Linked DNA regions of Mus musculus: region 1 is linked to region 2. Evidence: chromatin contacts called from public HiChIP or PLAC-seq data. All regions are on one chromosome and are shown on one strand. Each heading gives the region's core, a stretch centred on a gene start, on an enhancer-like site or on the middle of the called end of the contact. The rest is flanking DNA. Distances are from core to core; before and after follow the strand shown. Region 1 has its middle 26 kb from the start of Jun. Region 2 holds the start of Mysm1 (myb-like, SWIRM and MPN domains 1).

Region 1 (5,136 bases), core at 903-3,402, 47 kb after region 2:
ATTGGCAAAGCTGATCAGAATCTGAGTCTTCTAAATTCCAGGTCAGGAGCTGTTCACAGACTTCTGTCTTGGTTCTTTATGTACCATCACAACAGGGTACCATTGACTAGGCAATTTATAACAGGCAAAAATCCATTAGTTCACCATCCTAAAGACTAAGAAGTCCAAGGCAGAGGAGGTAGTATCTGGCATGGGCTTCTCTTTTGCATTGTCTCGTGGTAGAAAGCCAAAGAGAGGTTGACAGAGAACAAAATGGGGCCAAACTTGTCCTTGTAGAATGAATTCAGATTAAATAATGAACCCACTACCAAGATAATGACATTAATCCATCCTTAAAGACAATGCCCCTATAGCCCAAACCATTCCTATTAGGCACCATCTCCCAACACTGTCCCATTAGAGACCAAGTGTTTAACACAAGGATTTTGGAAGAAACCATCAAACTGTAGCAACTACATTTTATTAAAGAGCCATGCACAGCATATTTTAAGCATGGCTGAGACATCATATGTCAACTAGATAAATACAATCCCCACTCTGGGGAATTCTGGATACAAGTCCCACAATGAATGAGATTTGTAGTGTCCCGGTGTTCTTGTACTCTGAGTGAGACTTGAAAGGGTGGGCAGGTGTGGTGGGATAAAGCTAGAAAGACAAGCAGGGTAACTCATACCTGGTGGGAGTCAGCAAGAAGCAGAGGAGTGGAGGTATGACTCACAAAACTTTTTATCCCCCTCCTCACCGCTCCAGGCCCTCAGTTTCCACTCATAGAATAAGTGCTTGGAATTAGGATGATCTCAGAATTCTCAAACTCTCGATTCTGTGACAAATTACTAGACAATGTTCTACAGCTAAAAAGGCCCAAAGACCGTGTAGGGACAACTCCAGAAAGTTCCTGTGGCTTCCCAATAAAACATTGAGGCTGAAACACCATTTCTTCCGTTCTCCCCTGGTCCTGAAACAAGTGCTGCCCTGCTGTGGTTATCTGTACCTCTGTAATTTTCACGGTGCCAAGGAAGGCAAGGACTGTGTGGCATCTTGCCAGGTGACAATTTTTGGGGTCTTTATATCACCTCCCCCATCAAAATACAACTGTTCTGATGTATGGAACTGACATAATCATCCCTCTGCCTCAACACCTCTCATTGGAGCATCAGCCAGTACAGATGTTTTAGGGTGATGAAATTAGTGAATCACAACTGAATACTGTATTTTTTAACAGCCAGTGACAGAGAGGTTACAGAAGAGCCTCCATTAACAAGCTCATCAATGGTGCTTTAACTGAGCATTTATAGGCAAGGAGTTGATGTTGCTTGCTGATGGTTGCCTGGTCAGAAAATAACAAATCTTAAGATGACTTCCTTCTCTCCTTTCATTTTTTTTCATTCAGTGTTCCCTAAGGGTATGGAACACAGGTGACTTTTGACAAAATTTAGTGGGATAAAATGGAATTTTAGGAATCTAAGGAGTCTCTGGGCTTCAGAGTCTAATATATGAGTTCAAATCCTCCTGGGCTTCCAACCATTGAGGTCATCTGTAGACACTTACTTTTTGTGAAACTGCTGTGTGGGTTGGAAGAAATTCTACCCCCAATAGCTCCCTGACAGGCTGTCCCTATAGGGCACGGTAATTTTAAGGCCTAGACTGTGGGGTCCTTCTCTTTTGTTAACTTTTTTTGAAGTGGAGTCTTACTCAGTTTAGGTAGTAAGAAGCCGTCTTCAGATACAATGTGCACGCCTCATCACTTTCTGTGTATTCTTCCCAGAATGTTGAAGCTGATCACCCTCGCTCCTGACACCAATCGATTTATGTTGGCTTATGTCTTTTGCCCTTTCTAATGCTACAACCTAAGTTAAGGCCTAGTGTGTCTCAAACACATCATTGCTACCTGCCACCATTGACCTTTCTCAGCACAGGCACCGACTTCAGTCAGTAGAGTATGCTGCAAAGATGGATGCTTTCCTGGAGGAGGAACTTGCCTGCACAGGTTCGGGGTAAGCCACAGCCACAGATGTACTGGCTGGAAGGCTAGAGAGCCCTTAGCAACTCCAGTTGTTCAGCATCCCGGAGAAGAGCCTGTGCGATGGGGCGTGTGGCAGCGCCTCTGCTTTCTGAGAAGGAAATTGCAGTGCCACAGACCTCACCCCATACACAGTGGCTGCAGCCAGACCTGAATACCCTTCTTATTATTCAGCGGCTGTAGAACACTCCACACAGGAAGATGACTCGCTCCTTCAATGAGATGCAGAAAGGCCTTCTGCGGAAACAATTTGAAGTGCTTAAATATCCTGTTTCTTAAACCTCCTCTTTCAAATCCCTTGGCTTGAGAGAGATCTTTATTAAAAACTGAGCTGGTTGTAACATTCGTTGAACGCCTTAGTGGGGTTTCATTTGTACTTATTATGAGGTATAGCGCTCCAGCGACCGCTCAGCTCCCTTTATGCCTTTGCCACGGAAAGGACAGATTTGTCATAGCAGTGGGAGAAAACACAATGAGCACGCTGCTTTTACAATGCACAAATATAATAAGAAGTGACAGCATACATTTGTCAAGGATCAGGTGTGGAGACAAGGCATTGCTCATACTGATTATTCCAGAGTGATTATTCCAGGGTGAAGGTGGGGGAATACAGAATGGTGAGCAACCTCTTAGCCTCGTGCAAACCCCTCTAGGAGCAGGGCAGCATAGAAACACTGCAACCAAAGGGATGGATTGACCACATTCTCATACTAAAATACAAATAGAGAGAACTCTCTTCAGTCTCTAGAATAAAGTGGATGGCGTCTATTACCTTTGGAAGGGCTCTGTTCATGTACAGCAGGTGTTCCACCAGCAACAAAAGACTTTGAATCCTCATCTCCAAAGAAAAGAAACAGAAAGAGTTAGGTATGGACCCAGATCATCAACCAAAGGGTCTTGGAGAATATTTGGCCCTAGGCTCAGGGGAGGGATACTTAGGTATAACTAGTAGTAGGATATTGGTGGAAGGCACCATGGTATCATGGGAAGTCCATGGCTTAAAACCTGACCAAATATACTTTATAATTCCAGTTGTGGTACTGACTAGCTGAGTGACCTTGTCCAGACCACTTTACTCTTTTGATATTATCTGCAAAATAATTCCTGGAGAGGTGGCACATGAATAATATCATTATTAAGACAGTCTTAGATTAGAGACTAAGATTAGTGATATTTATGAACCCCAAGTTTCTGAATTTCTGTATGTACTGTGATGAGAATATCGTATCGATAGGATTTTCTGAAGCACAACAGATTATTAGGCCCAGAAAACAGAAAACACTACATAAATGTTTTATTTATGTAAGATATTGAGTCTGGTTTGTTGGCAGAAAACCCATAAGAGAATTGGACCCTCTGTGGATTATAGTTCATGGAAGCAGTTACGGGATTTATCCTAAGAGTCTTTGGTCAGTTGTCTAGTCTTCTTGATGTGAAGCCCTATGGCCAGGTCTAAGAAGATCTTTGAAATCTTCTGGGTGGTCTGAGGATATGGATGAGTTAATTCTGTGATGAAATTTTAGGATCAGGTTTCCTTCTAAGTCTAGAGAGGCAGGAATAAGCTTGACTGCCTTAAAGTCAAGCGATCTTAGCAGCAGCATCACCACGTTCTTCCTCAACAAAGAAATCAAGTCCAAAGAGTTTTCCCACCTGGAAGTCAGTGTTGGCTTAATATTGCAAACTTGGCCAGAGCTGTCCATCTATTCATTGCACATGTTAGAACAGAAAAATGGTGGTCACTTCTAAAGCAGTGGTCAGCAAGAACCTGTCCTATGCTTGATTCTGCAAAGGAGGCTAATGGTGCGCTAGTCCTACAACTCAGCAATAACCCTTAGCCTGTAGCAGATGCTATCTGATGTCCTTTCTGCCAGGGATGCTGATTTACAGGAACAATCTTTCTTTTCTGTAGAAAAGGTTTGTTAAAATGTTGCTTCATTTATAGACAAGAGAAGAAGCAAGGCTGTGTGATGCTGTCAGCCAGAGAAAAGTGCTGAGAGTTAGGTCCCTTAAAAGTACCATCTTCATTCTGGATAAAATTCAATTTCCCTTCCCACTGTGGTTTACTATAAGTCAGCTTAAGCCCAATAACACACAACAGATTATGAATTATGCACAGTACGATTCTGGTGTGAATTTTCTATCTTGATCTCTTTTATCAATGGATGAAACTCTTACAGGCTACTTGTGACTAATAGAACTGGTCTGGTTGTGTTGTATCTTGCATTTATACATCAATGGTTATTCAAAAATACTAATGGCCAGGTCAGATGACCAGGGTACCACCACAAAGCACTTGTGCAGTTAGCGTGTATCCTTTCATTCTTTTCTGCCTTATCAGATTCCTTCTACATCAGAAGAACAATTTGGGCCGGTGAGATGATTATCGATAACGGTTATTTTCACCAAACCTCACAACTGGTGTTCAATCCCTGGGATTCACATGGTAGAAGAAGAAAAGCAATTCCTGCAGGTCTTCCTATGACCTCCATATGTGCACCATGGCATATGTAGGTCACATGTGTCTCTGCCTATATGTAGGTGAAATGTAATAAAAAAAGAATATTTGAGAAAATTAGTCCTATTTATTTATTTGAAAAATTTAAAGATTTGTTTTCTTTTTATGTGTATGTGTGCTTGCCTACATGTATGTATGCACATGTACACCATGCATGTAGGTGTCTGTAGAAAAGGTTGCCATAATATCTGCTGTAACTAGAGTTACAGAAACTTGTGAATCACAAGATGCAGGTTTTTCAAAAAAAATCTCCAGTCCTTTGCAATTATAACATGTACCCTCAACACTAAGGCATCTCTTTAGCCTATAATATATAGAAATTACTGAGGATCATGCAAAAGTTGCTATTATTTTTAGGAAAGTTCTCACGTTAGTAGTAAAGTGAATTAAGCACTCATATATGCAAACTTTTTGAATCTTCCAGTTTACTGTTTATTCTCTTCAGCTGAGTTGTCAGTTGATATTTTCCCGTTCCAAACTGTTGCCATCTTTATAGCTTTCTACAATAATTTGAACATATGTCATTTAATCAGGTTTTTCTGTCTTTTTTGCATATTTAATTTTTTTAAAAAAAGCATTATACATACAGTTTCCTTCTGCA
Region 2 (5,016 bases), core at 353-2,852:
CCAGATAGCCAAAATGGCTGAATTATATAGAGAAGGGCAGCTGGGGGAAGGGCAGACTAACTTCAGGGCTAAAGAAAATAGGGTAGGAGGCAGGGTATGCCAGCCATACCCTGCAACAGGCAAGACTGAAGGATGCTTTAAGAACCTGGAGGCCAGTTCCACTGTAATACAGCACCTCAGGTAATCATTTGTCTCTCCTTTGAGACCTAACATACGAGGTTAACATTACAACATGCCACCAGTAGTCTCAAGTGTCAAGAAAATGGTACAAGAAAAAGGGATGAAAAACTAAACACAACCAGGAAAGTTAAAACGAACCCTTGAGAGAGGCACAGAGCCAATGCTTTCAGGTGACGGTCACTGAACACCAGGTGAATTCCTTTATGAACTCCAAACTGCCCTCGCCCACTGAGGTCACCGATTCTCAAACATCACAAGCACTTGCTCAAGTCTGATATATCACACTGGTGTAGAGTTATTGCTATCTCAGGCTATCCACGTAACTTTTGAACTTTTGAGAAAATATTTATGTGAAGTTAACTACCCCTCATTTTCATCACATTTTAAGAACTCACTGGCTATTTTAAAATGCTTCTTATTCTGGTGCCTTATAGAGGAGGACTGGCAGTCTACAGTGGAGCAGCCCTCCTGTCAAATGAACTATATGGGCTGAAAATGGAGCAGTACTAGTAATAGTATGTACTTCAGCAGAATTCTAACGAAGTCGCTGACAAGTTACAAGTAATGTACCTGGCTTCTACAGGAGGTCCTATCTGGCCCCCATTACTTAAAAGGAGGGATACCGCGTCCTCCTAAAGGCACGTGTCAAATCAGGTTCAGTTTAAAATCACACTGCCCGTCCTTGCAGGCACTGGCATGACACCCCTAACTGGGTCTTCACTACATTATCCTAACACAGCAAAGAAAACATCTGCCGAGCATTCTCCATATGCTAAAACATCTCTCAGAATTATTTCATTCGATGCTTACAACAGTAAGATCGACAAGTGATTCTTGGTTTCCAAGCAAGCGGAGCCTTGCTTGGAAATGCCTCAAATGCCTTGATCACGGTCAGAGTGACAGTAAACAGGAAGAGCAAAAGCAAAAGGCAAACATGACTTGTCCAACTCTAAAATCTGGATCCTTTAGGGTAAGCTGCCTTTCCCCCAAGTTTTCAACAACTTGCTCTGAGAAGGAGGAATCAAACGACTGGACCAGGTCGCTAGCGGGCGCAGGACTAAATTAGACGCCAGTGTTCAAGATGCTGTGAGGCGCCTGAGACAGCGCGAATGCAGGTAGGAATCCGAATTAAACACTGTCCATCGCAGCCCAGAAAGTGGAGATAAACAGTGCAACCTGGGGCACCGGGTCCACTCCCGGACCCGGCCGACTTCCGGCTGGGAGCACCCCGGGTCCCGACGCCGTCCACACGGACCCTCGGCCAACCGCATCCTCCGACCCTTGCCTAGCACAGCCCGGCCCGCAGGACCCCGCTCCGCGCCTCACCCCGGCTGTGCAGCCGCCGCAACATCTCCTTCCACATCCACATCCGCCTCCTCCGCCTCCATGACTGCACCTGACGCAGGCGTACTCGCGAGATCCCGCGAGATGCGGCGGGGCGGGACCGGGGGCGGGCCCAGGGCCGGAGGCGGGGCCTTGGCGTGGCGCACTTCCGGGGAACTCCGGCGAGTAAGACCAGGAGACTGCGTGAAAGCTGCTTCCCCAAGGACCGCATGGGTTATCTCACTTCTCTCACGTCTTACGTGGGCTAACTCACAGCAGATCTTTTTCCATTCAGGCGAGAGACCCTGCTTTGTGGCATCCATTGTCTCTGGTTCATTTTCGCACACACACACACGCGCGCGCGCGCCTACCCGCCCCGCCCGCCACCGTGAATTATTAGAATGACCCAGTGGAATGGATGCAGGTTTCACGGATTTTATTTTATGGATAAGTAAATAGACTCAGAAAACTGACGTGATTGTTCAAACAGAGAGCTTGGTAGATTGATCTTTTAAACTCTGCCCTGAGTGTTTGCCATATACATACAAATCATTGCTGGGAATCTGTGAAGCAAAGAACTTAACGGTTTTCCAAGAAATCAGAGTCTTGCTTCTGCATTTTTCTGCCCTCAAATCTGTCTCTCATACAGTTAGAATCCATGACTCATTGTCTTCTCGATCAGACTGTGACTTCTTTAAGGATAAAACCTGTCTGGTAGTCCTTACACTGCCTGCGTTCAGCACAGTGTCTCACGTAGTAGAAGCTGTGTTGGACAGGTAAGTGTATTGGGAACCAGCAAAATAAACCTGATTTGTTGTTGTTTTGTTTTGATTTTTTGAAATAGGGTTTCTCTGTATAGCCCTGGCTGTTCTGGAACTCACTCTGTTGACCAGGCTGGCCTTGAACTCAGAAATCCACCTGCCTCTGCCTCCCAAGTGCTGGGATTAAAGGCATGCGCCACCACGCCCCGCAAAATAAACTTGTTCTTTTTTTTTTTTTTAAGTACTACCATGTCGTTTTCAGGCTTCATTTAATCATAGGGGTAAACTAAATTCAAGGTCCCAGGCCCTGGGGGAGCTTCTGTTGTAAGGAGACAGCTATTTGAGCCCAGCCATCTCAGAGACAACTTAGAAGGAGACAATTGTCTGCGTCCAGTCATCTCAGGGAAAGTTGTAAGGAGACAGCAGTTTGAGTCCAGCCATCTCAAGGACACTCTCCAGCTTGCTGTAGGGTCAAACTAAGTTCTTGTTCCCAGGCCCAGGAACCAGCTCCTATTCTGATTGGTGGAAATTCGCATGCTCAACCCTTTATGGTCAAAATATGATTGGCCGAAGCTACAGCCTACCCTGCTTGCCCTCCCTTACTTTATGGTTTCATCCTTTAAATATGCTATGTAATTCCCCTAAAAAGTCACTCTCCGGACTCTGTTCTATGTTCTCCGGCCTTGGTCGATCAGTAGCAGCTTGAATACAATACATCATTCACTTGATGTATGAGTTATGTTGGATCTATGCGGACCCCATAATAAGTGAACGAAACAATAAAACGAGCTTACTTCACACCTCAGCCTGAGAGTGTGATGGCAGGAGAGGCAGAAGAATTTTGTAAAATGAGGGCCCCGTGCTTTAGGAACTGAATAGTGTGTTTTACTTTTCAGGGCAACCTGGAACCATGGTGTTTATTTGTTTGCGCATTGTCAGAGGACTCATCTAGTAATCAATGCTAACAGCTTGCCTGACAGAGCATAGGCACTTAAAGGTGCCTGTTGGATTTAATCGGGAAATGCAAAATAGAAACACCAGTCTCTAACTCAAGAGCCAGGTAAAACTACCAGAGGGAATAATGCAGTACCCATTACTCAGGCAGGGCCAGGGATGGTGCCTGTTTGCCTCAGACATTGTGTGAGGACTGAAGAAACTTTGAGCGAATGTGTTAGGCCTGATTGGAATCCCAGGTGAGTGTGTATTGTTGAGATGTGTTCAGCCCTGTTAAACACCCAAAGACCCAGTCTTGTGGGGCAGCCATCTCTGTTGGGGTCAGGCTCGGAATGGCAAAGCCTTCCTGTGGTCCAAGTATGAGAGTTTATGAACAATTGACTACAGTGTGCAAGCCTTCCTGTGGTCCAAGTATGAGAGTTTATGAACAATTGACTACAGTGTGCAAACCTAACAAGTGCAGTGTCTTCCTCCAGGCTGTTTACAGCCCGAGGCTGTGCCTTTGCCAGGACCGCCTATCTAAGAGACTATCTAAGCCCTGTCCCTGTGCTGTACATAACTGTGCTGGGGCTCTGTGCTCTGGGTATAGTTGGTCCCATTCCATCGGAGTGTGCTCAGCCCACCTGACCCAGCTTTTCTGTGTACACATCTGTTTTTTTTGTTATTATTTTTCTCTTCTTTTTAAATTTCTGTCTCTTTAATCCCTCATCATCCAGTCATGTTTCAAGGTCCAAACCCATGCAGGGAAGCAGAACAGACTAGGAATTCTCATCGTTCATTGGGTAGACGATATGAAGGATATGGCCTAAGTAGGAATAGCTGTGGATAGATAGGCCATTGCTTTGGCACGGCCCAGTAAACCTTAGAAGCAAAACCTGAAAGGATTAAACTGGTTCTAGGTAATTTAACTTCATTATCACCTTCAAGTAGTATGCAGAAATAAAAGAATAAGTATCCAGCCTACAGTAAGTTAATGTTACAGTGTCTGGCATCCAATAGGCATCCAAAGAAGTAAAATATAGGCCATAGAAAAGACATTGTTTCCACTGAAATCTGTTTAGTTATAACACAGATGTTGGAGTTGCTATGTTTAGGACTTACTCATCCAGTACTGGCATGTGAGAGTCCTGATGCTAGAACATTAAAACAATGATTCTAATTGTGTCCTGTGTGTTTAAAAAGTAACATAGACACATGGAAAATACAGAAAGGATAACATTGAACCTTTGGAAATGGAAAGTATATTCCAGAGACAAAGAAAACATTTGATGAGACTAATAGGAGAGTAGATATTCCTAAAGAAAGAATCAATGAACCTGATCATGTAAGAAAATATGTCATTCAAAATGAAATGCATGAGGGGATATAAATAAATAAAAGCAGACACTGAGCTGTTGAAGGAGCAAGAGAAGCAGGTCAGGAAAACATTTACGAAAATAATGACTGAAGACTTTATATTTTGAGAGAAATAATAAATTAATAGATTCCAATAACTGCATAGATAAACAAATGATATTGTACTAAGGTCAATTACAATAGAATTGCTCAAAACCAGTAGAAAAGCTTCCCTTTGACAGTAAATGTCTTGTCAAGAAAGAGAAAATCAAGAAAGCTGTAAAGCAATATGTTTAAAATATAGGGAGAAAAACAATTAGTCAACTCAATGATATTTCTCAATGTTGTTTCTAGTAAACAAACCTTTCCAAAATCAGGACTCAGAGACATTGTTTTGTTTTGAGACAGGGAGGGCTTGCCCTGTAGTACAGACTTGCTATGAACTCAAGATTCTCTGGCCTCC

The links. HiChIP or PLAC-seq counts read pairs in DNA pulled down with a chosen protein or histone mark.
Region 1: a CTCF HiChIP or PLAC-seq map of the NIH/3T3 cell line shows a contact between it and region 2, with 10 read pairs. The contact joins the enhancer-like site here to the promoter of Mysm1 in region 2. A contact is called at or near these places in 1 of 15 datasets of contacts at CTCF or cohesin (the NIH/3T3 cell line), 3 of 115 datasets of contacts at active chromatin or transcription factors (double positive thymocytes and embryonic stem cells) and 1 of 9 other capture datasets (adipose tissue).

Annotation. Positions count from the first base shown.
Region 1 is chr4:95,023,954-95,029,089 of GRCm38.p6, forward strand. No RefSeq gene overlaps it. Among named protein-coding and RNA genes, the nearest start is that of Jun, 26 kb to the right of the region's middle. Within about 2 kb of position 2,153, at least 38 of the 459 cell types and tissues checked have an H3K27ac peak or open chromatin away from gene starts, as enhancers often do. A contact at or near this core is called in the NIH/3T3 cell line, where this site is marked.
Region 2 is chr4:94,977,498-94,982,513 of GRCm38.p6, forward strand. It overlaps Mysm1 (myb-like, SWIRM and MPN domains 1), which reads right to left and starts at 1,603. Exons shown (of 20, transcript NM_177239.3): 1 at 1,507-1,603. The coding sequence starts at 1,568. It overlaps Gm12694 (a long non-coding RNA gene), which reads left to right and starts at 1,624. Exons shown (of 3, transcript XR_867913.3): 1 at 1,624-2,279; 2 at 3,161-3,324.